Linked DNA regions of Mus musculus: all the other regions are linked to region 1. A link is a contact called in public targeted proximity ligation data. All regions are on one chromosome and are shown on one strand. The core of a region is the stretch at or near the end of the contact, and the rest is flanking DNA. Distances in the headings are between cores, read along the strand shown.

Region 1 (4,947 bases), core at 1,120-3,619:
TTATAATGGGGAAAGCATAGGGAATACACTTGTCAACTTGAGGTTAAGGACAGGAATCAGCTACAACGTTTAGGCTTTCAATAACTAAAGGCCAGGGTATTAGTGGTGAAGCTAGAATACATAATAGTGAGCCTCCAGTAAGCATCACTATTTGCATATTTACACTTTTCTGATTTAAGTTTACCTTTTCTCCACCAATTCATTGTTTTCTAATAAGAGGACCTTTGTATATTTAACTTTTAGGCCACAAAAAGATGTTGACTTAGGAACTAGAAAAGTAGACTTGAATTTGTGGTCCAACATGACCGTGTCAATAAAAGACTTGGATAACTACTAACCAATGAACTTCCTGCAATGTGGGTCTGATCTGTTTCCTAATACAGTAGCCATTCTCTCATTCTTGCCCACACTGGAAAAATCTAATTTGAAAATTTACTTGAATTAATTTAAATTTAGTAGCCACTTGTAACTAGTGGTTACTATAGTAACACGATTGCAAGTATTTTCAGACAAGATCCTATGGTACTGGTGATAATACTTATGATCAATATAAGCAATATAATAAGCTCTATAATGTCCTTGATGAAATTTCCCTAGAAGCAAGACCATCATTCCTATCCAATTTCTAAAGAAAAAAAGCTGTTTTCCTAGCCTGTTAAAGTAATAGATGGAGCAGAAGAACCTATGACCTGTTTCCTGGCTTTGCCTGTAGTAGCCCACAGACTGAACAAATTTGAACACCTCAAAGATACCCATCTACCCAACCAGACTCACCACAGATTCTCATACTGCGCTTCTTCTAGATTCCCTTTTTCCTCTTTACTACCACCAGCCATCCTCGAAAGCAGCAGAGGGTAAAAACTCTCAAAGGCTTCTGGGTCCACCACAAACCAGCAACAAAGTCCTAACCTCTAGCCCTTCTCACACTACCTAACTACTTCTCTGCCTAGGCAACTTAAGACTTGTGACAGTACTCAAGTGAATGAAGACCAAAGGCAGGCAGGCAGGAGCCCATGCAGTTGTGGAGAAGGAGCTTGGCGAATACAATGGGGAAGGCTTACTTCCCCAGAGTGAATTATGCTAAGAGTAGTAAACATAACCTGTTCTTTGCATTTAAAAGAATGGCAGAAGCCACTCTTGAAGCCCTGTGGTCTTGTGTTCTTCCCTCTGCCTTGAGCTAGAGACTCCACGAAGGTCTGCCACCCAATCCCCAGAACAGTTCACCTTGAAACTCTGTGTTGTCGAGGCCCCTGATGGCCTCCACCGCATCCTCTGCCCGCTCCATGTGTACAAAGGCATAATCTTTCACGATGTCACATTCGATGACTGGGCCGTACTCCTCAAACTTGGCCCGAAGCTCTTGGTTGGTACAAGTGGGGCTGATGTTGCCCACGTGTAACTTGGTTGAAGCTTTGCTCTTATTCTTGCTGGCTTCCACATTGATGTTCACTCCGTGCAGCTTGTAGTGGTGCAGGTTGCGTATGGCATCCTCAGCGGCCGTCTTGTCCTCTATGTGCACAAAGCCATAATTCTTAATGATGTCACATTCCAGCACCTTCCCGTACTGCTCGAAGAGTGAGCGGATCTCCTGCTCTGTGGCCTCCCGGGGCAGATTTCCAATGAACAGCTTCACCATCCTGACAAGAGCCTGGCAGAGAAGAAACAAGATTTTAAAAGTCAGGTGTGAAGTGAGAAACTGACACTACAGCACACCCCGACCCTCACAGTTCTTTTTGAGAGAGGAACTGCTGTGTGACAATGCCAACAGAAGGTCGGGGGTCAGAATGCACAACAAGGTCTAAGATATATATCCGTGAGGTCAGGCACATTGACTCTACAAGGTTAGCTCCTTCACGGTTTAGCACAGGGATGAAAGACAAGTGGAAGGCATGAAGTATCTGAATGTCCCTAGTTACGGGTTTTTGGAGGGAAATCTGTGTACCTCTCCACAGCGCGGTATCCCCTCCCACCATACTCCAAGAACGAAAGCCCTCTTTCACCCAACACTGGACCCCTATCCTCAGCGGCCCAACCTCCGCTGCAACATCCCAACAAAGACTCGGCCCGACCCCTGCCCCGCCCCCTCCGGAGACCCGGCCCCGCCTCCTTTCCTTGTCTTCCCGGGACCTTCCTCAGAAGATGAGTGGCCCCAAACCCGAGCCTTCCCGGCCCTCCGAGGTCCGGCCCAGTCCGCTCCAGGGCTTCCCACACACCCACAGCATCCTCTCCTACCTCCGGGTGGTGCCGGCGGTGGCGGCGGGTCCCGCGTCAGAGAGAACCCTACAAAATGGCGACGGCCGCTCGAGCCTCGGCGCGACCGGGCGCTTTCTCGCGCGCCAGCTCACGCACGCGCGAGTGCGCGCTGCCTGCCTCCCCTCCCCCTCGCAGGAGCGGGGCGACCAATCCTGCGGCCGCACACAACTGTCCGCCCCCCGTGCGGGGGCGGGGTCATGTGGTGACGGCACTGCGGAGCGAAGGTCAGCCCGCCCCCAGCCCGGGCTAGCCAATCACCGCCTTGGGAGTGGGTCGCGGCTTGCGCGTCAAGGGGGCTCAGGAAGCAACCATTGCCTTGGCAAAACCGTAAGGCCCGGGGGAGTCTCTAAGCATCACAATGGATCGTGGTATTGGGCGCACTGTCGAGGGGGCTGATGACAAAGGGTTGTGTCACTGGGCCCGCTAGAAGGGGGTTTTCTCAACCTCTGGCTGCTGAGAGCGATACTTCAGAAACCCAGGCACTACCACATCTTAACCTAATCTCTCCCTTGTTTGGGTAGGAAGGGGTAAGAATTCCCGTAAAACAATTTAATTTTCACTGCAATAGTGTTGTTCATTGGTGAAGAAGCTGAGACTGAGAGTGGAGTAGAAAGATAATCTGGGTTAGAACTAGGTTAGGTCTGAGGGAGGCATTTCTCTATCCAAACTATACTTTGTCATGTTTATTCATGAATATACGTGGGCTGGCTTTCCCTCGTAGTATCTGTCTATCCTGGTTCCTGAAATGTGGTGAGCATTACCAAGGAATACGTTGTCCAGAGGTCCAGGGAGAATCCAGGTTTGGGGAATGAGTGACAAGGGTTCCGCATCCGTCCCAAGCTGCCTGAGGCACAGGCAATTGTCAGGCTCCAGACTCTCTGTTGCGGTCCAAGGGCACCTCCTGGTGGCAAGCAGGGTACCAGCTTGGTGGATCACTATCACAAAGCAGCGGGCTTACAGACATTGAGGGATTGAATTCATCTCCTAGAAGAGGCACCGGGATGGTTGTTAGACCATCCCCATTGTTGTCAAAACAATTCCCCATTGTGGTAGTTCCAACACCAGCTCCTCCAATAGTATAGAGATCAGTTCCCCGAGTTGACTTCCTGCACCCAAGCTACTTGGAAACATTTCTTTACCAAATCCATGTTTCCCACTCATTTCAGAAGGCATTGTCTAATTGTAATTACACATTTTTAAAATTAATTTTTTTTGGTTTGTTTTTCGAGATGGGGTTTTCTGGCAGTCTTGGCTGTCCTGGAACCTCCTCGGGATCTGCTATCACCTAACCTTGTACATTGTATTTTGGGATCTCTTCCCAAATTTGTGGGGGCTCCACAACTAATGCTCTACTAACAGTTCCCATTTTTTTCTTTTTTAAGATTTATTTATTTATTTATTATATGTAAGTACACTGTAGCTGTCCTCAGACACTTCAGAAGAGAGAGTCAGATCTCGCTATGGATGGTTATGAGCCACCATGTGGTTGCTGAGATTTGAACTCCTGACCTTCGGAAGAGCAGTCCGGTGCTCTTACCCACTGAGCCATCTCACCAGCCCAGTTCCCATTTTTCTATACAATTTCATTTCACCCCCTTTCTCCCTCCCTGCCTCTTTTAGACATGGCTTTTCTGTGTAGTCAAGGCTGTCCAAGAACTGGCTGTGTAATCCAGACTAGCCTTGAACTCACACTCCTACCTCAGCCTCCCAAGTGCTGGTTAATTACAGGTGTGTGATATCATTTCTAGCCTCCAGTTTTATCGTTTTTTATTATGTGAGTTGGGTGGTGATGAGCACATTCAGGCGGCTCTGTGAGTTGGAGGCCAGCCTGGTCTAAGAGCAACTTCCAGAACACTAAGGGCTACAGAGAGAAGCAATGTCTCAAACAAACAGACAAAACAAAACCCCATACCCCAAGACAACCAAACCAAACCAAACCCTAACATGTGTAAGTAGTACCAAGTTCCCAGAAAAAAAGAAAAAAAGAAAAAAGCCCTGCTAGAATATCCTCCACTTGGAACACAGAGGCACTATGTTTGTCTGTTCTGTTTTTCCTGTCATTACCAAGGTCTGGTAGTAACTTTTCTAATTTTTGTCAGTTGAAAAGGTGTAAAGTTTTATTCACAACTCGACGTAGTTTGTTTTTGTCTTGTTTCTAATGAATTTCAAAATACCTTGTTCTTATCATTTGTGCGAATGTACATTTCCTGCTTTCCGTCTTCTGTCTGGATTTTAGGTCTCAGCCTTTGGGTTGAGCTGTCGAGTTTTCCTCATATTGTAGCTATTTCTACTTGGTTCAGATATCTTGTCATTACACTAATAGCTTTGTTTTTTGAGGGAAATATTTTTAATGTAACCAAATTATTGTTTCCTAAAGCTTTCTCTTTTATGTTCTCTTTAAGATACCCTCTCCTACCACAGCTCATGTAGATAGTCTATTCTCTTCCATTCCTATTACCTTTCACTCTTAGATCTGTGGTCCAGTTTGAACAGTGCCATACAATAGAGATACAATGAGTCATATAAGTAATTCGTGATAAACTGTGAAAATGGTCTGTGGGTTCAGCTCAATAGTAAAGCATTAATCTAACAACCACAAAGCTCTCGGTTTCATACCTAGCACAGTGAATAAATACAAATTTCCAGGAAACATCAAACTATAAAACCTTGAAATCTATTTTAATATTTTTGACA
Region 2 (4,947 bases), core at 1,026-3,525, 740 kb after region 1:
CCCCAAATGATCCACAGACTTAGGTCTAAGCCCTGGATTAGCTATGTAATCTCTAGCTCTGCCCAGGCATCTCTTCTCTACCAAGTAGAGGGGGGCTGGGACTGCCCTGCCAGGCTGTGACACTTCAGGCAGGATGTGGATGCTCTTGGTGCCCCTTCTGGGAGCACTGATGGACCCAGTGACTGTCACAGGCTTGTCAGTAGTGCTGTGGGTCCTGCTGAGTGCCAAGCACTATGGGAAGGAAACTATGGTTTTGGGTACAGTTCTCCCAGTCAGGGAGGAAATCCTACAGACGCTCATTTTCACCCCCACGGAGTTAAGGCCATCTAGGGCTACTGTCCCAGTTTGCTGTCTATTTCAGTGATAAATACCATGACCAAAACAAGCAAACACCTTGGGGAGGAAAGGCATACATTTCCATGTCACAGTCCCTCATTGAGGGAAGTAACGGCAAGAACTCAAGGTTCCTGTGGGCAGAAATGAACCCAAGGCCATGGAGGAACACTACTTACTGGTTTGCTTGCCCATGGCTTGTTCAGGTTTTTTTTTTTTTTTTTAATACAATACAGGACCATCTGCTCAGGAATGACTTAACCCACAGTGGGCTTGGCCTTCCCACATCAATCCTTAATCAAAAAAAAAAATGCTCCCACAGACTTGCCTACCAGCAACTTAATGAAAATAATCCCTTAGTCAAAGGTCCCCCTTTTCAAATGACTAATTTATGGCAAGTTAAAAAACAAACCAACAAAAAACCCTTCTGACCAGCACACACTGTGGGCAGTATTGAGCAAACAGGTATTCATCTGTCTCTTACATACTACACTTCTAAGTCAGACATTGTAGTGACAATTTTGGAGTTTTGGTTTCTTTGAAAAAAAAACCACAGAAATATTATCAGAATGTGTTTTTGTTTTGATCCTAAGTGTGAGGATATAGAGCTGCTTCAGACTGTCCACAGCAGCTGACTATGATTTGCCTTGTGTTCTAGCAAGGACATGATTTTTCCAGCTGTAGATAGTTTCTGTGATGATGTGACATTTGGAATTCTGTGGAGTTTTTAGAGGGTATATAAATGCTAGGACACCAAGAGGTTATTAAGTAGTTGTGCACAAAGAAGAAACAAGAAGAAGAAGAGGAGAAGAAAGAAGAAAAGGAAATAATTAGATATCCTGACAGTAAAGATCAGGCTTGCCCCAAGGAACTGACGCCCATAATAAGCATGAAGTAGTCTAATGATGCTGCTGCCCTCCTTCTGACCCCTGATACCCTGGACTCAAATACTATGTAAACACAAAGAATGCTTTATTCTGCAGAAGTCCAGCATGCTGAGGTCTCCCATTACCAAGATAGACATCCAAGTGAGCTTGTAGGCTCAATTTAAAGCATATTAGGGGAATAGTAAGACTCTGTCTGACAAAGCAGAAGGAAGGAAGGAAAGAAAGAAGGAAGGAAGGAAGGAAGGAAGGAAGGAAGGAAGGAAGGAAGGAAGAAAACTCTTAAACTCTTATATCTGGGGCTGGTTTTTGAATCTAGCATTAGGAAGTCAAAGGCTCACAGCAAGTTGAAAGCCAGCCTACGCCATATAGTGATTTCCAGGCCTGCCAGAGCTAAATGAAACTTATCTTAAAAGAAAAACAAGCAAAACGTTTTTGTTCTAGAGCTGGGTTCTGAAGACAGGAGTCCGGCTGCAGTGTGTAACTAGAGCCCCAAGGGGTCCCTGATAAGGGGAGGGAGTAGCCTTTTAGCATCGGCGGGAGCCTGTGACACTCACTGACCATCCCTGGTCTCTGCATTGCTCTAAAAGGTTTACAGACACACAGCCCTGAGAAGTCCTATGCAAAGGTTCTGGGGCAGCTTTGTGGGAGGTGAGGGACCTCACCGGTTCTTTTGTTAATGAGTACTTCTCCAAGGCACACGGATGCTCAGGGGGAGCGCTTAGTTCAGCAGGGCTCGGCTAGTTCAGCGTAATTACACCAGATCAGGACGATTCCGCTGTAGTCCAACTAATTTTCTCACCAGCTTCCATTCGTGCATATATAGCTGGTGTCAACTAGACGCAAAGTCTGTAGGAAGTGGAATACTTGGGATCCAGCAGAGGGCGACACGTGAGCCTGGTTTACTAGGAAAAGGAAGAGTCTCCGAGAAAGGAGAGTCTGGGCAAGCTGGACTACATCTCCCAGAAGGCCTAGCACGAGAGTAAATTTCCGGTCTCTGTGCCCGCGCACCTTTAGTGGGCGAGGCCGAGGACAGAGCTCAAAGGAACGGAGGTCCCTGGACACGCCACTGGCTGCGGATGTGTGACGCACTTCCTGTGCGCTCCCCACCCCGTGTGTTTCTGTCGCGCCGGTCCCGCGGTTCGGAGTTGTGAAGGTGACAGCCGGAGGTGACCCGTCTGGCTCCCGCGATGCTAGCGGCACGGCATTTTCTCGGCGGGTTGGTTCCCGTGCGGGTATCTGTGCGTTTCAGCAGCGGCACGGTGAGCCCGCCCTGATTCAGGCCCACGCCTATGGCGGAGGAGTGGCGAGCGGCGAGCGGGATTGTGGTCCCCTCTGCAGAGTCCTCTCCTCTCCGAGCTACCACCCGGTCTGGATAAAAACTAACGGTCCCAACTCCAGGCTGACGATGTCCAGTCCAGCTACTCTTGTTTTAACAACCCCGTCTTGGGGTGAGGGTTTGCAGGTGTTGAGGCGTCTTAGATAATCTGTTATTTCTTCCTCGCAGCCCTACCGGGTATCAGGGTCTTCGCCCCATTTCAAAGTTCAGAAAACAGTTTTGAAAAAGATGTGTATCTCCTCAACCCCCCGACAGTATTTTGCTTCCAGTAGTGACCGGAAAACGCTTTTGTGAATTTTTTTTTTTTTATGAGATAGGGGCTCATTATATAGTTCTAGGCTGTATTCAAATTAGTGTTGGTCCTCTTGTCTCAGCCTCTCTGGGTGCTCCTGAGACCACAGGCATCCACCACTACACCTGAGGAGAAGTACTTTTAAGGAGGTAGGAGTGGATGTCAGGTCACTTTCTACCAAGTCGTGAACCATTCCAGTCCACACCTCTCCTTTATCTCAGACCCCAAATCCATTTTGTTCCCCAGCCCCAATGAGGCACTTCTCTTCCATCAGTGACCACGTACTACCTCTTCAGCAGAGTTAGGGAGATCAAGCCCCTCCTAGCCAGGTTTTGCTCTAGTGGAAGAGTCAGACAAATCTATGCTGGTCTTGGGGAAGCAATGCTGGTGCTGTCGCTGAAGTGTGACATGGCTCCGTGGGGACCATCTGCTTTTAGCTTTGTGGCCTTCCCTAAGTTCCTTTTGTTTAGAGCCCCCCCCCCCTCCTTTGGAAAATGGAGGAAATATCCTATCCCAGGAATGTTACAAGGATGAATTGGGATGAAACGTTGAGAGTGTTTAGCTCTGTAACTTCTAAACAGGAAGGACTGATATAAATGGTGGTCGGGAGCTACAATGTTTCAAAGACTTTGAAGCCTCTACCCCTGCTGTGGCCCAGCTCCTCATATGTAGGAAGGCCCAAGAAGCTGAAAATTCTGCCCCAATCCCTCATGGTCCCTGAGCTCTGGACCTCCTGACCTTCTATCTCCCCAGACAGCACCCAAGAAAACCTCATTTGGCTCACTGAAGGATGAAGACCGGATCTTTACCAACCTGTATGGGCGCCATGACTGGAGGTGAGACAGTGCCCATGGCCTGCTGGGTCCCAGAGCAGGACTTCTCCTTCACATCATTTCCTACTCTGTCCAGGCTGAAAGGTGCCCTGAGACGGGGTGACTGGTACAAGACAAAGGAGATCCTGCTGAAGGGGCCTGACTGGATCTTGGGTGAGATGAAGACATCAGGTTTACGGGGCCGTGGTGGTGCTGGCTTCCCCACTGGCCTCAAGTGGAGCTTCATGAATAAGCCCTCAGATGGCAGGTTTGTTGGGGAAATATCCTAAGCTCTGGTTGCAGGATACAGGAGGGGCTGCTGGATCACTGGGTTTTGGGGCTGATGCTGGGAAACTTAGCAGGCTGTAAGAGAGGATATATCTATCCTTAACTTAAGAGCTATCTCTTTCCTCAGCAGAGACTTAAGATGTTACAATCCATACAAGATTTTCATTTAGGCAGACCTTATTATTCAAATTCCACCTTTGCCTTTTAATACTTAGCAAGCTTTGGAGAATCTGGTCCTTTTGAATTCCTCTTTTTTTCTTCTTCTTCTTTTTCTTTTTTCTTTTGTATGTGTATGGGTGTGTGTCTGAGTATGATATGCAGAAGTTAAAAAGATAATGTTGGTTCAGTTTTTGACCTGCAACTTCAGTAGACACCTAGACACCTAGAATGCAAATTATAAAGTTAACCACTCGGTTGGCATAATGGCTCAGCAGGTAAGGGAGCCTGGCTTCAAGCCTGGTGACCAGAGGTCACTTCTAGAACCCACATGAAAGAGAGAGAGAGAGAGCTGACTCCCACAAGTTGATCCCTGAACTTCACATGTGTTATGGCACATGCTGCCACCACCAGTAAATAAATGTAATAAACAGAAATATTGTTTTCAAGATAGGACTTCTCTGTGTAGCTCTGGCTGTCCTGGAACTCACTCTGTAGACCAGGATGGCCTTGAACTCAGAGATCCACCCATCTCTGCCTCCTGGGTGCTGGGGTGAAAGGTGTGTACCACCACTACCTGCTCATTTTTTAAAAAGTCAACCACTCTACCTCCTGTTAGCCTCAAGGCTGTGGTAGAGGTTGCAGACCTCTTACGACCAAGAACTGAATTGACTCTCAAGGGAAGCCCAGGGAGAGATGTTGGATTTGTTCTCTCAGGAGAACATGGCTTATCTTGTGGACATACGTGGTCACGGATGAAATAGGCAGAGTCCTGTCATCGGTGTGACACAAAGAGAGCCTTGGGTAGGGCACAGAAGATCAACTGCCTTGAGGCTTCTCTGA
Region 3 (4,947 bases), core at 743-3,242, 700 kb after region 1:
GGTCTTCCCTCGAGGGTCTTTCATTTGGTACATGGGCCGGGAATTCGAAAATCTTTCAGTTTCCCTATGCAGCCCAGGCTAGCTTCACTCAGCACCTTCCATCCTGGTGCTCACAGCACTGAGTCCAGCTCTGCACTGTCATGCCCTGCTCCAGTGGTACGGTTTATGTTACAGAAGCACATTGTGAAGTGACATAGTCTGTTCCCTTCAACAAAAAGGTATCAAAGGGGGAAAATGGATTTAAAAAGTGAGGTTCCCAGCCTGGCAGTACTGGCACACTCCTTAAATCCCAGCACTCAGGAGACAGAGACAGGTGGCATTCTATGGTTTTGAAGCTGGCCTGCTCTACAGAGCAAGTTCCAGGTCAACCAGGGCTACACAGAGAACAGAGAAGCACAGTGTCGATGATAGATAGATAGATAGATAGATAGATAGATAGATAGATAGATAGATAGATAGACAGATGCATAGATGATAGATAGAAGACAGACAGACAGACATGAGGTTCCCAGGGAACTAACCAGACCAAACAAGTTTAAATCCTGTTTACTAGCTGAGTGACCTTGGGCATGCCACGTCAATTCTTTGTTTCAATTTCTCTACAAACAAGGAACAGTGCTAGCCTTGAGGACTGGTACATGTAAGGCTTAACTCTTTGCTAAGAGTTTTCTGTTATAGCATCACCAAGAGAGGAGGGGATAGTTCATTAGTTAAAATCCCTTTATTTAAAAAAAAAGGGGGGGCTGGAGGGATGGCTCAGTGGTTGGGAGCATTGGCTGCTGTTTTGGAGGTCTTGAGTTCAGGTCCCGGCGACTGCATGGTAGCTCACGGCCATCTGTGGTGGGATTGGATGCCCTCTTCTGGTGTGTCTGAGGACAGCTGCAGTGTGCTTGCATGTGATAAATAAATAAATATTTAAAAAAAATTTTAGGGCTGGTGAGATGGCTCAGCGAGTAAGAGCACTGACTGCTCTCCCAAAGGTCCTGAGTTCAAATCCCAGCAACCACATGGTAGCTCACAACCACCCATAGTGAGATCTGATGCCATCTTCTGGTGTGTCTAAATACAGCTGCAGTGTACTCATTTATAATAATAAATAAATCTTTAAAAAAATTTTTTTTAAATCCCTTTATTCTTTTCTTGAAAAGACAGGCTCTTGCTATATAGCTCTGGCTGGCTTGGTTGCTATATAGCTCTGGCTGGCTTGGTGATCTTGGTTGTAGACCAGTCTGGCCTTGAATTCGAAAGGGCTGCCTCTCTTTGTACTTTTTTTTTTTTTTTTCGAGACAGAGTTTCTTTGTATAGCCCTGGCTGTCCTGGAACTCACTTTGTAGACCAGGCTGGCCTCGAACTCAGAAATCTGCCTGCCTCTGCCTCCCAAGTGCTGGGATTAAAGGCGTGCCGCCCGACCTTCCTTTGTACTTTGAGTGCTGCAATTAAAGGTGTGTGCCATCACTCCAGGTGACACTGCCATTATTATGGTTATTGTTATTATTTATTTTTTGTCATTTATAAACATGGTTTCTCTTTGGAGCCCTGGCTGTCCTGGAACTCTGTCGACCAGACGGACTGGGCTGAACTCAGAGATCCTCTTGCTTCTGCCTCCTCCCAAGTGCTGGGATTAACCACGGCTCCTCTACATTGCCTTATTTTTACAAGGAGCACTTATTATTATACCATGTACTGTTGGTAGAGGCCTACCTGCATATAAGGCACTGTCCAAACCCCTGAGCACACAAGAAACCGAGTGGTTTGGGCGTGTTAAGTGGGAGGCTTATCATGTGACCATGTGTGCCTCTTGCAAAACTCCAGTAGCATATTGCACCACAGATAGAAAGGTGAGTCTGCCCTCCCCCACCACGTCTGCCAGGAAGCTGGTACACTGAACACCAGGACTTGGTCTGTTTCTGGGGCAGTGTGGGATGTCTGAGGAGGTGGAGTCTTCCTGTCAATATAAGGCCCCGATCACTTCCTCTCTTCCTGCTGAGCTTGCACCACACTGTATCCGCCCAACAGTAAGGAGAAACCTGGAGGCAAGGGCGGGGGCAATTATACCCCCACCTCACCCCTGCTACTAACCGCTCCTTGGCCCTGCAGCCCAGGCAAGGTCCTCCTTCATCGTGCTTTTTGTCTATCTCTCCTAGTGCCACCTTACACCATCGTCTATTTCCCTTCCCGAGGTGTGGCCTCAGCACTTTCAAGACGAAGGGCACAAACAATAGTCTTCTGGGTCATTCCTGGGAATCCCCAACAGTGGTGTAGGAAGGGCGTGACCAAGACTGTATTGGGGCCGGGCCGGGACAGAGACCTGGGGCAGGACTACAGTTGTGGTTGGTGGGGCCAGGACTGCCCTCTTAGCCTCCGTAGATAGCTGCACTGTCTGTCACTTTTCCTTCCTTCCCTGTGCCATGGTGGGGCTGGGTCTTCGCATTCCAAGATAATGTTAGGACATGGCCTCTATCACCACATATCTCCCCTCCCTATGAGGCTCCCAAGCTAGTGTAGTCCTCTTGTCAGCTTTCCACTCTCCCAAACTCTCCCAGGATGCTCTGAGAGTAGATCTCTTCGCTGTGTCCTCATCCTGCACCCCCATACAGGGCGCTGTGAGGTTATGCGCATGCTTCTAGCTGACCAGGGCCAGAGCTGGAAGGAGGAGGTGGTGACCTTGGATGTTTGGGAGCAAGGCACATTCAAGGCTTCCTGTGTGAGTAATTGTCTCCCTCTCCCCCTTGGGGATTCGGTTGGGGCGCAGCCTTAGGGTGCTGTGTCTAGGATTGGGGGCAGCCAGGTTCAGCACCCCTTACAGAGGGATCTTCTCCCAGTTGTTTGGACAGATCCCCAAGTTCCAGGATGGAGAGCTCACCCTGTACCAATCCAATACTATCCTACGGCACCTGGGCCGCTCCTTCGGTGAGTCCAGAAGCCAAGCCCTGAGAGACACCTGAGATGTTCCTCAAAATGTCCTGGGGCTTTGAATTGCCTCACCTGCAGCCACCAATGTCCCACCTGGGTCACCCTAGAGGATCATGCAGGGCCCAGGTTCCAGAAGGCTACTGGTGTGCTGCTGGGCGGTCGCTGTCTGTACAGCCAGGGCTGTGAGTTTCCAACTTGTATCATTTTTCTAATGACATCCCAGAGGTAGGCAGGGAAGACCTCCAATTAAGGTTAGAGAGTAGACCCAGGCTGAGACTGAGTGGACATGTAGGGACAAGTACAGAACCTGAGCCTGCTGCCTGCCCGCTGACCCAGGGCTCTATGGCAAAGACCAACAAGAGGCAGCACTGGTGGACATGGTGAACGATGGACTGGAAGACCTATTCAGACGCATTGCCCGGCAGTATCGCCATATCCTGGTATGTAGGAGCCACAGGCTAGTGACCAAGCGTGGTGGGCAGGAAAGGGAGATCACTTCGGTCACTCTGGCTGCACATTTCTGACCACAGAAGGAGGGCAAGGACCAGTATCAGAAGGAGCTTCCGGGACACCTGAAGCCATTTGAAACTCTCCTGGCCCAGAACAGGGGTGGCCAGTCCTTCATTGTTGGTGACCAGGTGAGCATTGGGTAGGCCTTTCCCCACCCACTCATTGCCAGATCCTTTCTCAGAGGGGTAAACTGAGGCCAGATGCAGAGGCAGAAGCAGGGAGCATCCAGTGCTTTGCTCTGTGGCGCTTCTCCCAGTCCTGCCTCAGCTCCAGCCCTGTCACTCCCCCGTCCTGTAGATCTCTTTCGCGGACTACCGCCTGCTGGACGTGCTTCTGAATCTCGAGCTCCTGTTTCCTGGTTACTTGAATGACTTTCCCCTGTTCTCCGCCTATGTGGCGCGCCTCAAATCCCGACCCAAGCTCAAGGCCTTCCTGGAGTCTCCTGAGCATGTGAACCGGCCCCTGGCTGCTTGCATAAAGATGTGAGTCCACCTGCCTCCCCCAGCCCCCACCCCAGACCAATAAAACTGATGGCAGGAGCCAGTGCAGGGCTTGTCCTTAATCCTAACACTTGGGAGGCAGAGGCAGGCGAATCTCTGTGGGTTCAAGGTCAGCCTGGTCCACAAAGTTCCAGGACAGCCAGGGCCTATTGGGAAAAAAAAAAAAAAAAAAAAAAGCAGTGAGCTTAAGGGGCAAGGATGAAGACACCGTGTTGACACCTAGGCTACCCTTGCTAAAATGTCAGGCCCAGAGCTGCCAGGAAAGAGGGCCTTTAGGGCTCTAAACCTCCAGGTCCTACTAGAGGACTTCCTGCTGGGAGGCGACTGACCTTTAATCCTACAGGGTTCCCTCATCCAAGAGGAATACAGCTATAGCCCTAAGGGTATCAGCTAGTTAAATCCTCATTTGGTGAACTCATTCTGGGCAGACACTTACCCTCAGGAGTGACACATATATTTGAGTGTGTCCCATGTGTAAGCATGTGGCCAGTTCTCATGTGTTATCTGAGGCCATGGACAGTTGGATTCTCCTATCCCACTTGCAGGCCATCAGCAAGTCCCCAGTGTGAGAGTCACAAGGCAGGCCTGCAGCTCAAGGGGCTCACTGCTCTTCTGAAAGTGGGAGGAGCATTTGAAGACTGGCGGCTGCATCTGCTCTCCAGTTGGGGAGCTGGAACAGCCTTTTGTACCCAGGTTAAAAGCACTGGCCAGCGGCTGCTTGGGAGAGAGCAGATAGAGTAGATTCGAGGCGACTGGCCTCATTCTCCCAAAAGATTTCCCTTTTATAGCCCTCCTAGGATTGAGAGGGCTGAGAAATGAGAAGGGATCAGGGTTCAGCCCGAGTATCAGGTCTCCAACATGAGATCAGTGATCATCAGCTCAGGGAGCAGGTTTAACCCAGGGGTCAGGGCTCACCATGAAGAGCTGGTCTTAGGACTGAAATCAGGATTCCGCTCAGGGATCAGGACTTAGTCCAAGGATTAGAATTCAGACCTGGGATCAGGGCTCAGTTCAGGGATCAGGG
Region 4 (4,947 bases), core at 832-3,331, 630 kb after region 1:
TGGAGTTACAGATAATTGTGAGTGGCCAAGTGGGGGCTGGGGACCAAACCCCAGTTGTCTGGAACAGCAACACTCTATACCATGGAGCCATCCTTCAACCCTGTCTCAAGGACTTTCCCCATTGAGTTGTCTCATTGAGGAATAAGTCGATCTCAAGTATTCCAGTCTTACATTGTTGGGAGAAATCCTACTTGCTCTTTAGTCTGTCTTTCTCATCTTGCATTTTTTTTTTTTTTGCCTGTATGAAACAAAATTTGTTCTTGAAGTAGAATACAGATAACATTACCTGGCCTTCCTCACAGTTTCAAACTGCACAGTTCAGTTATGAATTCATAGTATTGTGTGGCCAGTCAGTCTGTAGAGCTTTGTAATGTTGTAAAATAGAAACTCAGTCCTTCCTTAAAAAACAACTTCCCCATTCCCACTGCACCGTTCTACTTTCTGTCTCTGAGCTGTCTATGTAGACACTTCAGTAAGTGTGATCATACAGTATTATTTTTCAATGTGCATGTTTGCCTGCATGTATGTTTGTGCATTACAGATATGCCTGGTGCCCACAGAGGCCACAAGAACACGTATTGTCTTCTGGAACTGGACTCACAGAAGGTTATGAATTGCTATGTGGGTGTGGAGAATGGAACTTACATTCTCTAAAGAAGTACAGTGCTCTTAACTGCTGAGTCATCACTCCAGGCCATACGCTATTTTTTTCGTGACTGATATTTCACTGAGAATACTGATAGGATTATGTAGTGTATTAAATTAGCTTAATTTGTGTGTGTGTGTATGCTAGAGAAAGAACCCAGGACCTCTCAAATGCTAGGCAAATGTTCCAACACTGAGCTACACTCTCAGTCCCTAGCTTAACATTTTATTTATTATTATTGTTGTTGTTATTGTTGTTATCATTAGTTTTTCAAGACAGGGTTTCTCTTGCTGTCTTGGAACTCCCTCTGTAGGCCAATCTGAACTTGAACTCAGAGATCCACCTGCCTTTGCCTCCCAAGTGCTGGGGTTAAAGGCGTGTACCACAACAACCTGGATAATATGTTATTATTTTTATCTATCTACATCTTTCATGCTCTGGTGTATACTTATCAGCCATATCGGTCAGCTTTCCTTCTGTTGTACTTTCTGCAAGATGAGTACAGCAGACTACTTAGCTCGCCTGTAAGCTCTCTGTGTTGATAGAAAACAAACCCAAGCATGTTTCCTCTTCCCTTCAGAAAGTCCCCTCTCTGAGGACTTTTTTTTTTTAAGATTTATTTATTTATTTATTATATAAGTACACTGTAGCTATCTTCAGACACACCAGAAGTGGGCATCAGATCTCATTACAGATGGTTGTGAGCCACCATGTGGTTGCTGGGATTTGAACTCATGATCTCTGGAAGAGCAGTCAGTGCCCTTAACTGCTGAGCCATCTCTCCAGCCCCTCAAGACTTTTTGCTGGAAAGTGAAGCAGTCAGAGTATGTGACTTGGGGCTCAGGGGAAAGAAAATAATCTTCCTGGTTATGATATAAGGGATGAAGACACTACAGAGAAGTATGTGTCACCACACCGGGTTTCCTTCCTTTTTTTTCTTAAGACAAGTGAATCTAGAGTCCAGAATCTAGATGTTATAACTTATGCTAAAGTATGCAAAATAAAAGGGCCAAAGGGGCCGGGCGGTGGTGGCGCACGCCTTTAATCCCAGCACTTGGGAGGCAGAGGCAGGCGGATTTCTGAGTTTGAGGCCAGCCTGGTCTACAAAGTGAGTTCCAGGACAGCCAGGGCTACACAGAGAAACCCTGCCTCTAAAAAACAAAACAAAGCAAAACAAAAAAGGCCCAAAGGGAATACACAGGTGAAGCGGTGTTTTTCGTTTTTCATTTTTCTAACTGAAGTGCCGATAATAGGGCATCTACAACTTAAATGGAGTGGCACACAGCTAGGAGAGCTGCAACCCCTATAAAGCCAACTAAGCACAACTGGCAGGGGAGGGACAACCAAAGGCCCGCCCCTAAGCAGGCTCAGGCTCCGCCCCCAGTGCCGCGTTAAAGCCGTAGCATTAGGAACCAATCACGGCTCTTTTCTTCATTCCCTCCCTTTTTTGGCTTCTGCCCTCAGTCAAAATGGCGCTTGCTCAGAAGCTGCCGAGGCGCTAGGAGTTGCCGAAACAGGTCCGGAAGCTACCGAGCGAGTCCGGAAGTTGCCGAAAGGGAGCAGCGGGGAAGGAGGATGGCGGATCTCATCGCAAGACTTCGAGAGGACGGGATCCAAAAGCGTGTGATACAGGAGGGCCGAGGAGAGTTGCCGGACTTTCAGGATGGCACTAAGGTTTGTGTCCATCCTCTCCCCACTTTCCCAGCGTCTCTTCTGAAGCGCGGTGCGCATGCGAGGCGGGAGGAGGCCGTAGGTGAGAGGTTGCGCATGCCCAGAGAGCAGCTGCCAGTCAGGCTACCTCTCACATGCCGAGCTCGACGCTGATTGGTCTGGATTTAAGTGGGAGTTAATTCAGATATGTCTACTCCGCCCCTTGGCTTTGCTTTAGGACTGCATTGGACAGGGGTGGGTGTCAGTCATCTCAAAATGGTTTGGTGTGGGTGTGACCTCAGTGCTGATACCCGTACCTGAAGGTTCAAAGCTCATGCAGTTTTGAGTAAAGGGGCCTTCTGAAACCATCTAGGACAATTCTCATTGTTTACATAGGGAAACTGAGGTCCTGGAACTAAAAAAAACACAGAGTCCCAGAGATCCAGTTTTCCAGACCAAACTCCTATGTCAGCGTTCTGATAGATGGTAGCATTGCTTTTATATCTGGGCACCAAGTTCAGGTGCCCCTCCCTAAGGCACTCCATACCTCTAGGTTCCCCTGCTTTGTTGCTGTAGATCTCTAATCACAGTTGTGGAGCTGATACCAGTGAAGCCAAAAGCAAGAATTCTGTGAATGAATGTATGCCCTCTGGCCAGTGGTGTTAAGCCAGCAGGCAGAGAGTCTAGTCTGATGTGGTGAGGGGTAAATGCTGAGAGCAGAGGGCAGGCATGTGGTGGTAGTGATCAGCTGTGCTTGAAAAGGGGATCTACAAGCTGGGCCTGGTGGCCCATGCCTACAGTCTCAGCCGCTGGTGAAGCTGGGCTACAGCATGAGTTCAAGGCCAGCTCAGGACACTCAATGAGACCCTGTCTTAAAATTAGAGAGATGGAGATAGAGAACAGGCTTTGGAAGGAGCCTGGCAAGAGGGATGCTAGATGGAAAAGCTTAGGATAAACTAATATAAGACTAATCTGTGAGCAGGGGCACGTGGTAAATAGAAGCAGGCAGGATTAAACAATCACTGGGGCTCAGGAGGGGGGACCGTCTTCTGCTGGTGAGGTGGCTTAGTGGATAGAGTGCTTGCTGCCAACCTGATGGCCTGGGTCAGATCCCCAGGACCCAGATGGTAGAAGGAGAGAAGTGACTTCTGCAGGTTGTCCTCTGACCTCATACAAGCATGATGTCACATGTGAGCCCCCAAATACAGAAATAAGTGTAACACCACCAGGGTTAAGGATGGGGCTTAGTGGTAGAGTCTAGGATGTAGAGGCCTTGGATTTTCAAGCAGAAAAGTAAAAGAAAAAGCCCAGCTACCATTGAGCCCTGTGGTACGTGTTCATAGGTTTATCTCCCACAATGCTAGACAGATATTGTTGATTCAATTTTACTGATGTGAAAACTGACTTCAGAGAGGCAGCACAGCCATGTAGCAGTTAAGAGTGTGGGTTCAGCTAACCATATCCTGTTGAGATTTCCGTCTCAAGCTCTCTTCTGTCTACCCTCACCCTAACATGATCTTATCTAGAATCAACGTTTTGACATGACTCCACGCCCAGATTACTCACAAGTGTGGATGTCTACCTCTCTCTACCCTTCTACCCTTGATGTTGGAATAGCACCAGAGTATTCTCATTTGTTTGTTTGGTTGGTTGGTTGGTTTTTTGAGACAGGGTTTCTGTGTAGCCCTGGCTGTCATAGAACTCACTCTGTAGACCAGGCTGGCCTTGAACTCAAAAGATACACCTGTTGTCTTAGGGTTTCTATTCCTGCACAAAACATCATGACTAAGAAGCAAGTTGGGGAGGAAAGGGTTTATTCAGCTTACACTTTCCATTATCACGAAAGAAAGTCAGGACTGGAACTCACGCAGGTCAGGAAGCAGGAGCTGATGGTGCAGAGGCCATGGAGGGATGTTACTTACTGGCTTGCTCAGCTTGCTTTCATATAGAACCCAAGACTACCAGCCCAGAGATGGTCCCACCCACAAGGTGCCCTCCCCCCTTGATCACTAATTGAGAAAATGCCTTACAGCTGGATCTCATGGAGGCATTTCCTCACCTGAAGCTCCTTTCTCTGTCATAACTCCAGCCTGTGTCAACCAGCCAGTACACCTGTCTTTGCCTCATGAGTGCTGGGATTAAAGACGTGAGCCACCATGTGCAGCTATGACCACACAGTCTTAATCTCTTCCATCTGTGCTGTCTCCAGTCCAGGCAGAGTTGCCTGGTCATACAGAAACCGTCCATCTTTGCCCCACTCCTCCTATCCTCATCCCTTTAAAGGTGACCACATCGCAGCAACAAGAGTCTAAGTTGGGTTATGTACCACTTCTGCTAGGAGCCACCCAGTGGCTCTAATTTCAGAGTGAAAACTCTCGGGCCCTCAACACATTCTGTATGCCCTGTGGAGTTCATCCTTGCCCACCGCTGGGGCTCCATGGAGTCTGCACTCCATGTTCACACTGTGGCACTGGCCTTGCTGATTTGAACACCCCACACTGTGTGCTTTTGTACCTGTTGTTTCTTTGGCCTAGAAACTTTACTACCTGAGTCCTTGTCTGACTCACTCTTTTCTTTATTCCTTATTGCTATTATTGCTTAAAATTTTGCCTCCTTAGAGAAGCCCCTGCCCTACTTCTGTTAATTTTTCT
Region 5 (4,947 bases), core at 1,065-3,564, 540 kb after region 1:
CACTATGCCACAAGAGGGCCCTGGGTTTCTCAGGGAGATGAGAGGAAAGCCACTGCTTTCTGGTCAGCAGCCCTCTGAGGCCGCCGGAAAAGAAGCGAAGGAAATAGCCCAGAGCGAGTGTGCGGGTGAACTGGAAAGGCTGTTGTGGTCAAGGATGTACAGGAGGGTGTGGGAGGGGCTGCAGAGAGTGCAGGAGCCAGGGTGTGAACAGGCAGGTGGGATTATGGGGAGGAATGTGAAGTGTCAGGAATCAGTAGCTAGTGTGTAGGGCTGGCTTGCAGAAGTGTGAACTGGACACTTGGGTGTGCAGCCGGGAGCCCATTACTCCAGTCAGCAGACAGTTCTGAGGTTGCCCAGGGACACCAGCTTCCATTTCTAGTTGTTCCTCTTCCTTGAAGTGTGGCTACCGGACACTAGAGCTATAAGGGTGCACCTTGACTGTTAAGAGAAGTCAGAACTTTCGGCTGGTGGTGAGGGGGGCGAACGGGATGGTGGTGTGTACTGACTGGACTGAGACAGATGCCTGTCAGGGACAATGAAAGCCAGAGATTTCCCTGCTCAGATTCAGAGAGAGAGACAGACAGACAGACAGAGAGAAAGAAGAAAGAGAGGAAGAAGAAGAAGAAGAAGAAGAAGAAGAAGAAGAAGAAGAAGAAGAAGAAGAAGAAGAAGAAGAAGAAGAAGAAGAAAGTGAGAGAGAGGTGTGAATGATGTTCCCCACCTCTAGTCTCTCTCTAAGATTCGGTCTGCCGCTGCCATATACATCCATCCTCCTGTCTGCCCTCCTTTCTTTTGGCAGGTTCTTCCTGCTCCTAGGCTCTGGAGAACACGGAGATTGGGGGTCTCCTAGAGGAAAGCCTTCTGCACCCCAGTGTAATAGAAAGGTAGGTGAGAACATGGGTGTGGGGACTTTGAAGAAGCTACGCGGACTTTGCTTGAGGGGATCAGCTCCAAGAACTGGGGCGGTGGAAGTTGGCAGTTCGCTGGCCCTACCTTCTCGACCGTGACCTCTCGATCTCGGACCCCTCCCGGCGGCGATGGCGCCTTCCCCTTGTGTGGCCCCGGCGCCCCCGGCCCCGCCCCCCCGTTCGCTCCCTTCCCGGCGGCGGCGGGGGCGGAGGCGGGGTCCGGGCGTTGGGCTTCGGGGCTCGGCTGAGCCGCTGCCCGCTCCGGCGCGTCCACTCCCTGCCTGGCCCGCCCTCCTGCCACGGGCCGCCTAGCCAGGCAGCCGCTCGAGGGGCTGCCGGCAGTCTCGGCGCTCCCGGCCGCTGACGGACTTTTTCCTGCTGGGTCCGGCCAGGCTGCGTCTCCCCCACAACACCCTCCTGCAGTAATCACTCCCAGGCCACCGCGGGCTCGGGGCCCCGGCCACCCCGCCGCGCCTACCTGCCTCTGGCTCCCAGGCGGTGGGCAGCATGGAGGGCTCCGGCCACGCCGCGCGCAGCGTAGTAACCGGAGTCCCGTGGCGGCCCGGCCCGGCCCGGCCCGGCCCAGCTAGGTTTGCTCTGCCCTCCGCCCTCCTCTCGCGCGCCCTCCTGCCCTCCCCGCGGGCCGAGGAAGGAGTTCAGCGCGGCCCGAGGTGTCGGCCTCCCCCTCGCTTCCCGCTGCTCGGCCGCGGGCTCCCCCTCTGCCTCTCTCCCTCCCTCTTCCTCTCCTGGCCCCCTCCTCCCTTGCGCCGCGGCCCCCCCCCCACACCCTCGCTGCCCGCCTCGGACTCGCTCGCCCCGATTCTGGCGCGGGGCTCTGTGTCCGCGGGTTCCCTGGGACCCCGCCTCGCCGCGGCTCCAGGTGGCCGCCCGTCCAGGTCTGAGGGTTGTCCAGGCTCCCCGCCGCGTTCTCAGCCACCTCCTGGCTCCGCCAAGCGGACTCCAGGAATGCCGCGTCCCCACCCGGCCCCTCTCGAGGGCGCCCGGCCGTACCTCCCCAGCCCGAGCTCTGCTCCCCGGCCCGGCCCGGGCTTGGGGCTCCGAGGGTGGGGAGGAGGACGGGAACCGGATCTCACTGGTGCTGGGCGGGGGCGGAGGCCTCGGCCTCGGACGCCTGGCTCCTACCTGCTCGGAGGTCCATGGGGCTGGGGGCCGGGCCGGCCGGGCGCGGCTCCTCTCCCAGAGGCTGGCGGAGTGGGAGGGCGAGCCGCGGCTCCGGCGAAGCTTTAATAATCCCATCCGCCAGGCCCACTCGCAGGTTTTTTTCTCTCGGTTTCGCATTTTTTTTTCGGTGTGGGACATTCTGCAAACTTTTTTTTTTCTGACGTGTAAAGCTGTAACCACAAATTGTAGCAGCCCTCCCCGGGTGGGGGGAAGAGGGGGGAGGAGGGAAGGGAGGGCTTCTGGGGCTCCTCTCCCTCCCACAACACTGAGGGGGGGGGTGGTGAGGTGAGGCAAGGCTGCGACGGTACCACCCTAGGCCTCCTGGGGGAGGGGGCAGGGAGGGCATCGTCCCTCGGCAAACTCCTGAGAGCTTGGAAAGGGAGCTGGCCTTGGTGTGGGCTTCTTCCTTGGTGTCGGCCAAGGCATGCTGGCCTTCTTCCCTCTGCTCATTGCCGGGTTGAGGGTCCCTGTACCCACTCTACCTCTGCCTCTTCATTCTAACCTTCCCTCCCCCTCCCACTTGAGTAAATGCAATGACACATTCTCTCAAATGCCAGCAAGCTGGCCTCCAAGCAAGTGATGGTGTTTTTCCTGCTGCCCTTTGTCTGGGCTGACCGCCCCCCTTGCCTATTGTCCCGCCACTTGTCCCACTTCCAAAAGCTAGAGCTAAGTGTGGCGCCAGGGGCTGGGGCAGGTGACTAACCAGCTCACAATGCCCCCTGAGGAGGGGAGAGGGCACCAGGGCCCAGCTTCTCAGTCAAGTTCACAAGGGTTTTCATTCTTCCCGGTGACCAGGGAGAGTGCACATGGGTGGGGGATTTGTAATTCATTAATCAGCACAAGGCACCGGACCAGTTTCAACACCAGAGGCTTCACGGGTGACTCAGCGGGAACTCGAAGATTCAAGGCCATGGATAGACCCAGCATCCCGTTAGTGAAAAGCTTCCCCATCGAGACATTTGGCATCCTCTTCCCTTTGGGGGTTTGGGTTGTTGGTTTTTCCGGTGGTGAGGTAGGGGTGGTTTGGCTAAGAGCATTCTCCCTCCTTCCCCTCAGGCCTGGGTTGGGACTTTCTGAGTGGGAGACCTAGGGGACCCATAAGCCTAGACCCTCCCAGGAGGGTCTCCTTTCCTCCTCCTTCCTCCCTCTCCAGAGGGCTGCCAGGGAGAGCGAGGGAGCATGAGAGCTAGTGCAGAGGAAACAGCTGTCATCTGGGGCTTGGAGGCAGCCCCATTCTGTGATTTTTCTTGGGGGACAGTCATTTGGTCCCCAAGTCTTGGGTGCTTGTAGAAGCATTCCACCAATTAAGTCATCTGATAAGTTGCTGTGTTGTTTCTCTGTAGTCTCACCAGGGGTAGATAGCGGTGGCAGCCAGCCGTGGAAGGTGATGCCTGTCTCTGGAATGGCATGAGGTATTCACCCCCCCCCCCACTTCTGCTGGGACCCCTGGGAAAGGAGGGCACTCTGCCAGTCCAACACAGCCCCTCCAGCCTGTGGGTCAGCGTGGGCATCAGTCATGGCCAGTGCTAGTTTCCCAGGGCGGCACTTCCCTGTTCTGCACTGGAGAACTGGGGTGGGGGGGTGGGGGGGTTGGGAAAAAATTTGTTTTCAATTACCTCACTGGAGTGGGACAGACTTTGTTGTTGGGGTGTTTCTTTCTATTTTTTTCCCCTCTTTCCCTTCCTTTCTTTCTCCCTCACCCCCCCCCCCCTTTTCTGAACAAGAAGAAAAAGCTGAGAATGGAGAGCTGGTCTGGGTGGGGGCAGGGAAGTCTAGAGCATCAGTAGCTGCTCTGATGAAAAGTGCCTTGGAGGGGCCCTGTGAAAAGTGCTTAGACCTCCCTCCCCCACCTCCCCACCCCCCACCAGCCAGGGCTCTGGAGTTTCAATGGCATTCTTGGCCAGTGAGCCTAACCATCTCTTGGTGCGCTTGCCAAGGTCAAGAAGGCAGATGCCCACAAGTAAGTGACCCAGAGTGGACCAGGAGGTCCCCCTAGCATCTACCACCCCTTCTGAAGGGAGCAAGGAAGGGAAGGGGAGCAGCTTGGAAGCCCGGCTTGGGCTGTGCAGCTCCACAGCTCACCCCTGGTGGAAAGAAAGGCTTTGCAGACAATGTGGTTTGGATTTGGCTGAGCCCCTCAGCACCTTATAAAGCACCTTGCTGAGTCAGGGGGAACCGCCTGGATGAAGAGAGAAGTAAGGAGGGCTGAAGGGGAGAGAAAAGAAAGGAGAAGGGACCTGGGAAAAGAGAGAGGAGACACAGGGAGACAATAGAATGAGGAGAGTGTAGCAACAGAAGGGGAAAGACAGCAATGAGGAGGAATGGCCTCTCAATGAGGCTGGAGAGGGGAGTGCTGACCTGCTCCACCCAGCTGTGTCTCAGAGGCATTGGCCTGCAGAAACTGGGCAGCTGTTCCCAGTAGATTCAGCCCAGGTTGCGAGCAGACAAACAGCTTTACACATGGCTCCTGGGGCACCCTCTTTGCCTTCTGATTCTTAATGTAGTGACCCCATATTCTAAGAAAGTCAAATTCTCCCTTAGCCCCATGTCTGGACTTGCCTCTCTGCCCTCTCCCATCACCCAGTGAGGGCCACCCCCCAACTCTACAGTGCCAAAGGGAAAATCAGCTCCATCTCCAAGCTGCCGGTGCCCCTCTGCCATGTCTGGGCAAAGGCACCAAGCAAGAAGCTGCCAGGTGGGGTGGGGTGGGGGACAGAGTAAAGACTTCACCTCCTGCCAAATCCCCAATAGGGGTGGGCTGCTGGAATTTGGGGGAGAAGGAAGAAAGGAAAGTGAATCAGGAGAGCCCCCCCAGGGTTTCTGTGGAGCAGGGTGGGGCGGGACAGGTGCTGTCTTC
Region 6 (4,947 bases), core at 1,131-3,630, 520 kb before region 1:
TTTGCTGGCCCTCACCTGTTCTTTTGACAGCTTCTCTGTTGGAAAGCTTTCTATGAAGCTTTAGCCTCTTTGTCCACTAATGCTTCCTTATGAGTCTTGGCTTAAAGGATCCCTTAGCTTAGTCTCTGTACCCCTTACAGATTGTGTCCTGTGGGGCCAGTACTGACCCCACTCCACACCCCTCACCCAGCGTTTCTTATGGGCCTCCTTCAGTGGCAGAACCTTCAGCCGTAGTTATCTTGGGATTCTCTTAGAATTCAAGTGTCACTTATGTTTCTTTTGACTCAGGAGACCCTTTTGCCCCTTATTGGGTTTTATTTTCTTGTCCTTTGCAGAAGTGAGACACCTCAGTTATTCACTGTATTGCCAGAGAAGAGAACAGCCACTGTTGGGGGAGCCATGATGGGATCCACCCACATTTATGACATGTCCACGGTAAGCATTGGAGAACATTGTTTTGTAACTGAGATGGAGCCCGCGTTTCTGAGAGTCTGGAGATAATAAGGTTCTGAATTTTTCAGGTTATGAGCCGGAAGGGCCCAGCCCCTGAATTGCAAGGTGTGGAAGTAGCGCTGGCGCCTGAGGAATTGGAGTTGGACCCCATGGCCATGACGCAGAAGTACGAGGAGCACGTTCGGGAGCAGCAGGCACAAGTAGAGAAGGAAGACTTCAGCGACATGGTGGCTGAGCATGCTGCTAAGCAGAAGGTGGGAGCAACCTGTGGGCCTAGGAGGAGGGCTGTCCTTTCTGGTGGAGGGAGAGGCGGGTGGACTCGGTGCCTGAAGGTCTCCGAGATGCTCCATTGGTGGCAGTCTCTTAAGTTCAGGAAGAGGAAGGAAGTCATTTAGCTCTCAGGGGGAGAGGAGAGTGTGGTTTCAGTGCTTTTTACCTTAATTTTATGTCTGGGTCAGGCTGCCTCCTGTCTGGGGTTGTCTAACCTATTGTAACTTCTCTCTCTCTCTCTCCTACAGCAAAAGAAACGGAAAGCTCAGCCCCAGGACAGCCGTGGGGGCAGCAAGAAATACAAGGAGTTCAAATTTTAGGTCCTGCTCGCATAGCTGGCCTGCCTTTAGGCTCTTTGTATGTCTGGGCTTTCTCTGTGGCTCCCTAAAGCTAGATCTGGACTCCCTAGGCTCGTCACTTCCTGTTCTTATTTTAGACTTGTTTTGTAAATAAAGCTGTTTCCCAAGGAAGGATGAATACAGGCGCTCTTGAACCTCTCTCTCTTTTAGCTTCTGCAAAAGCATCTACTTCTTGCCTGTAATCACAGATGGCCCATAGGACTATGGGACTGTAGTTCTGAACTGAACTTGTGGGTAGTTCACTATCCCTACCCCTCCTGTGTGTGAAGGCTCTGCTGAAGGTACCTTTGGGTCTGGTCTGACCTTACTGCTTTGTCCGTGGGGAATAAAAATAGCCAGCTTAGCACCGTGGCTAGGCTGGGAAGTAACTGTAGGCTAGGGAAGTAGGCCAGGTCAGGCCTTCCTCATTGACCTTGTGGCAGAAAGGCCGATTTCTTACCTATTGGAGAACATCTGTCTCTAAATAAAATCTCAATTGTTCCAGAGTACTGGCTAACTACTTGGATTTACTAGTGTGTGTGTGTGTTGGTGGGTGGGTGGGTTTGAAGGGCTTGTTTTGTCTTCGTCACTGAGTTCTGAGAAGTTTTTTGAAAAACTAGACTAGGTTGGAGCACAGGATTCCATAACATTTGCTCAAGTACTGGGGAGAAGGTGTGGGTGTAGGAGAGTGCAAGAGCTCTAGGTAGGGTGGGGGTGTGTGGGGATGGCAGCTGATCAGGCCTTGAGAGAAATAGAATTCTAGAAATTGAGAAAGCACCGAGGCACTCTGGGACTTTTGTAAAGAAGGCTGTGTCGGGGGCGCTGTACCAAGAAAGGCTGTTGGACCTAGACAACCTTAGCTCAACTGGCTCCTGCCCACAGTCAAGCTGGAACTTAAGCTCCTTAGGTGGTGGCCGGCCCCTGGATCTCTACCTACTGCTTCTTTTGCAGAAGTGGGCGAAATAACCACAGAAGGGGTCGCCACAGCGGGCTATCCGATTTCCATGCAACGCGTGACCAGAACTACGTGTACTGCAGATCCCAGGGGCTGAGCGCGCTCTCGTACAGTCTTCTCCGGTCCGGGACCGCGCCCCGGAAAACCCGGGTTTCCGCTGGCGGGGTAGCAGCCGCCCGAGGAGGGCGGAGGGAGGAGGGGCGCGGAGCCTGCACGCCGAGGCCTGCTAGGGACTCCAGGGCCGCGCCGCGAGAGCGCGCGGGCTGTAGCCCCTTCCCGGGGGCCGCGGGGCCGAGCGCGAGTCTGGCCCCGCCCCTCGGCGCCGGTCTGGGTGGGGCCGCGGCTCCCCGCCCCTTTCGGACACGCCCACCCAGTGTCTGGGCCTCGCGGGCCGCAACAGGCGGCGGCGGGCGAGCGCGAGGACCGCGCGCAGCGAAAGCCCGCGCGTGCGTGCAGATTCGCTGGTGGCTCGCGCTCCGCCGGGCGTTCTGAGGAGACGCGCTGAGCCGCTGCCGCCGCGGGGGGAAGCCTGAGAGTCGCTCGCGTGCCCTCAGTCTGCGTAAGCCCCGCGCCCCTTCCTCCCCTGGCCAGGCCATGGCGGAACGCGGAGGGGCGGGCGGTGGTCCCGGAGGCTCCGGGGGCGGCAGCAGTCAGCGGGGCTCTGGGGTCGCCCAGTCCCCGCAGCAGCAGCCGCAGCAGCAGCCGCCGCAGCCTCAACAGCCGACGCCCCCCAAGCTGGCCCAGGCCACCTCGTCCTCCTCGTCCACCTCGGCTGCGGCCGCCTCCTCCTCGTCCTCCTCCACCTCCACCTCCATGGCCGTCGCGGTGGCCTCGGGCTCTGCGCCTCCGGGCGGTCCAGGACCAGGCCGCACCCCCGCCCCAGTGCAGATGAATTTGTATGCTACCTGGGAGGTGGACCGGAGCTCATCCAGCTGCGTGCCCAGGTGAGCAACGGGCGGCTGGGAAAAGGTGTTGGCCTAGGGGACCGCCAGGCTGGCTCTGTGACAGGCCCCGCCTCCCCATCTCTCCGGGGCGAGTGGAGGGTACGTCCTCCACTCCTAGCTCATCTTGGCTTTGGGGGGTGGGGGCTGTCTTCTCCTGGGCCTTCCAAGACTGTTGTGTGGGCCTGCCCTCTCCAGCAGTCCCACCTTCCGCCTTGGCTCGAACCACCCTCCTGTCCTCCTGGAGCAATGGTGGCCTCGGGGACCCAGCCCAGTGGCCTTCCTTGGCTGGGTCTGACCGAATCTGGCCTTCCTTACGGTCAGTAAGTCACTCTTCTTCCTGCCTCACTGGCGCCCGTGGGCTGTACATATGTTAATGTTACACAGATGTGGTAAAGATGGCTTTGATATAGTTCTTTCCCAACGTACTTAGCATGTGCCAAATTCATTTGTCACCTGTTGCAGGTAAAGCTGGTTAACACTTGGGGGTTCAGTACATACATTCATATGTTCTTCATGCTACACACATTCTCTGGGTACTCTGTGCTCTTAGTTTGGACATCAGTTGAATGTGTTCTTAAATGCAAGTTTTCATTTCCTCCTCCACTAGATACTGGTCACAGAGTCTCCAGGTTCCTATGAGCTCTGTAAAATGACTGCCTTGTTCCTAAATTCAACCCATTTTTCTGTCCATTGGAACTATCTGAAAACTTGCATCAAAAAATTATGCTTGTTTCTCTATGGCAAAGCAGTTGTTGTATATACTTCTTTGGGGACAGTGTGTTGGATTGACCCTATGCTAAGACAGCCTGCAGGGTTGGTTTTGCCCAGTAAGCACAAAGAAATGCCTGGAGGTGTTCATTTTGTGCTTCTAAACCGAGTTGATTCTCAGGTTCTGTTCTTTCTTACCCTGTGAGTCCAGCAGAGCAGGTGGATGTGCCTGTAAGCCAGAGATTGGGTGCCCTGTGGGGTTCCACCCTCAACTCAACTCTGCTGGTGTTTCTTTCTCTCCCTTTATTTTGAACAACATCACACCACAACATTGTACCAATATATAGGGCATGAAAAATGATGACACAAGCACATCTTTCTTATGTCATTTATTGAAAAATATAGAACATTACCCCACCTGTCAAACTCTCCAGGTTCCTTGCTGAATTACATTCTGGCTTCCCCTACACACTTCTGAATTATGCCCCCCCCCCCATTACAGTGTACTACATATAAGTCTGTAAATATATTTTTTAGTTTTGTGTGTTTTTTATTTTTGTTTGTTTGTTTTTGAGACAGGATCTTACTTGCCTTGGCTAGCCTGGAACTCACAGAGATCTGCCTGCCTCCTGCCTTCCCAGTTGCTAGTATTAAAGGTGTGCACCACTACTCTTGGCTTCAACGTTTTTTTGGAGCTTGCAGAAATGTTCTTATATTGTATGTAGCCTGTCACTTTTAACTCAGGCTTATGCAAATCATCAATGTTGTCTAGTAGCTCTAGTTTTTAGTACTTTCTCTAATGTATAGTATTTGGTTATATGAACTAATATATGACTCTGATAAATATTTAGGTTGTTCCCTGTTAACATGGGCAGTTTTGTGTGTGTGTGTGTATGTGTAAGTATGTATGTATATATGTATGTATTTGCTCAGGATTTGTGCTCTTGGGCAGAAGTTTCTTTAGAGTATGTTTGAAGTATATATAAAGTATATGTGTGTGTGTGTTTGAATATATTTATATTTATATGTACATACACACATAAGTATATACGAAGCATATATAAAGGAGTGGAGTTGATACTTGGAGAGTGTGGATTTGAAGCTTCAAGAGATGGTACTAGACTGTTTGCCATTTCTGCCCTCCACGTTTCATCCCTTTGTGCACAGTAGTCCCTGCACTGATTTATAGTGTCCTCTTTGTCCTCCTTTGAGGAAATCAGGAACCACAGTAATTTACTTTGGCCAGAGCCCTAGCATGACACCAAACTCAAATTAGAGC

What was found.
Region 2: a targeted proximity ligation map of microglia shows a contact between it and region 1, with 6 times the contacts expected there. A contact is called at or near these places in 1 of 39 promoter capture datasets (pre-B cells) and 2 of 130 datasets of targeted methods (memory CD8 T cells and microglia).
Region 3: a targeted proximity ligation map of memory CD8 T cells shows a contact between it and region 1, with 6 read pairs. A contact is called at or near these places in 1 of 130 datasets of targeted methods (memory CD8 T cells) and 1 of 9 other capture datasets (adipose tissue).
Region 4: a targeted proximity ligation map of memory CD8 T cells shows a contact between it and region 1, with 8 read pairs. A contact is called at or near these places in 2 of 130 datasets of targeted methods (memory CD8 T cells and pancreatic cancer cells).
Region 5: a contact with region 1 is called in a targeted proximity ligation map of memory CD8 T cells, with 12 read pairs. A contact is called at or near these places in 2 of 130 datasets of targeted methods (memory CD8 T cells and pancreatic cancer cells).
Region 6: a targeted proximity ligation map of memory CD8 T cells shows a contact between it and region 1, with 15 read pairs. A contact is called at or near these places in 3 of 39 promoter capture datasets (erythroid cells and liver), 1 of 484 Hi-C or Micro-C datasets (embryonic stem cells) and 1 of 130 datasets of targeted methods (memory CD8 T cells).

Annotation. Positions count from the first base shown.
Region 1 is chr19:4,753,947-4,758,893 of GRCm38.p6, reverse strand. It overlaps Rbm4b (RNA binding motif protein 4B), which reads right to left and starts at 2,369. Exons shown (of 4, transcript NM_025717.3): 1 at 2,233-2,369; 2 at 1,225-1,648. The coding sequence starts at 1,636. All of the region lies in intron 2 of Gm21992 (predicted gene 21992), which reads left to right. It overlaps Sptbn2 (spectrin beta, non-erythrocytic 2), which reads right to left. Exons shown (of 37, transcript NM_021287.2): 37 at 4,916-4,947.
Region 2 is chr19:4,010,083-4,015,029 of GRCm38.p6, reverse strand. Ndufv1 (NADH:ubiquinone oxidoreductase core subunit V1) reads left to right here and starts at 2,275. Exons shown (of 10, transcript NM_133666.3): 1 at 2,275-2,479; 2 at 3,602-3,684; 3 at 3,758-3,928. The coding sequence starts at 2,408.
Region 3 is chr19:4,056,492-4,061,438 of GRCm38.p6, reverse strand. It overlaps Gstp3 (glutathione S-transferase pi 3), which reads left to right and starts at 1,992. Exons shown (of 7, transcript NM_144869.3): 1 at 1,992-2,015; 2 at 2,145-2,180; 3 at 2,598-2,704; 4 at 2,823-2,910; 5 at 3,250-3,353; 6 at 3,444-3,551; 7 at 3,721-3,966. The coding sequence starts at 2,015. The coding sequence ends at 3,909.
Region 4 is chr19:4,118,709-4,123,655 of GRCm38.p6, reverse strand. It overlaps Aip (aryl-hydrocarbon receptor-interacting protein), which reads left to right and starts at 2,081. Exons shown (of 6, transcript NM_001276284.1): 1 at 2,081-2,320. The coding sequence starts at 2,222.
Region 5 is chr19:4,211,605-4,216,551 of GRCm38.p6, reverse strand. It overlaps Clcf1 (cardiotrophin-like cytokine factor 1), which reads right to left and starts at 2,314. Exons shown (of 3, transcript NM_019952.5): 1 at 2,052-2,314. The coding sequence starts at 2,067. It overlaps Gm45928 (predicted gene, 45928), which reads right to left and starts at 2,127. Exons shown (of 4, transcript NR_132309.2): 1 at 2,052-2,127. It overlaps LOC102631992 (a long non-coding RNA gene), which reads left to right. Exons shown (of 4, transcript XR_003952884.1): 3 at 800-3,502.
Region 6 is chr19:5,270,552-5,275,498 of GRCm38.p6, reverse strand. Pacs1 (phosphofurin acidic cluster sorting protein 1) reads left to right here and starts at 2,380. Exons shown (of 24, transcript NM_153129.3): 1 at 2,380-2,960. The coding sequence starts at 2,611. It overlaps Sf3b2 (splicing factor 3b, subunit 2), which reads left to right. Exons shown (of 21, transcript NM_030109.2): 19 at 336-435; 20 at 522-707; 21 at 972-1,578. The coding sequence ends at 1,043.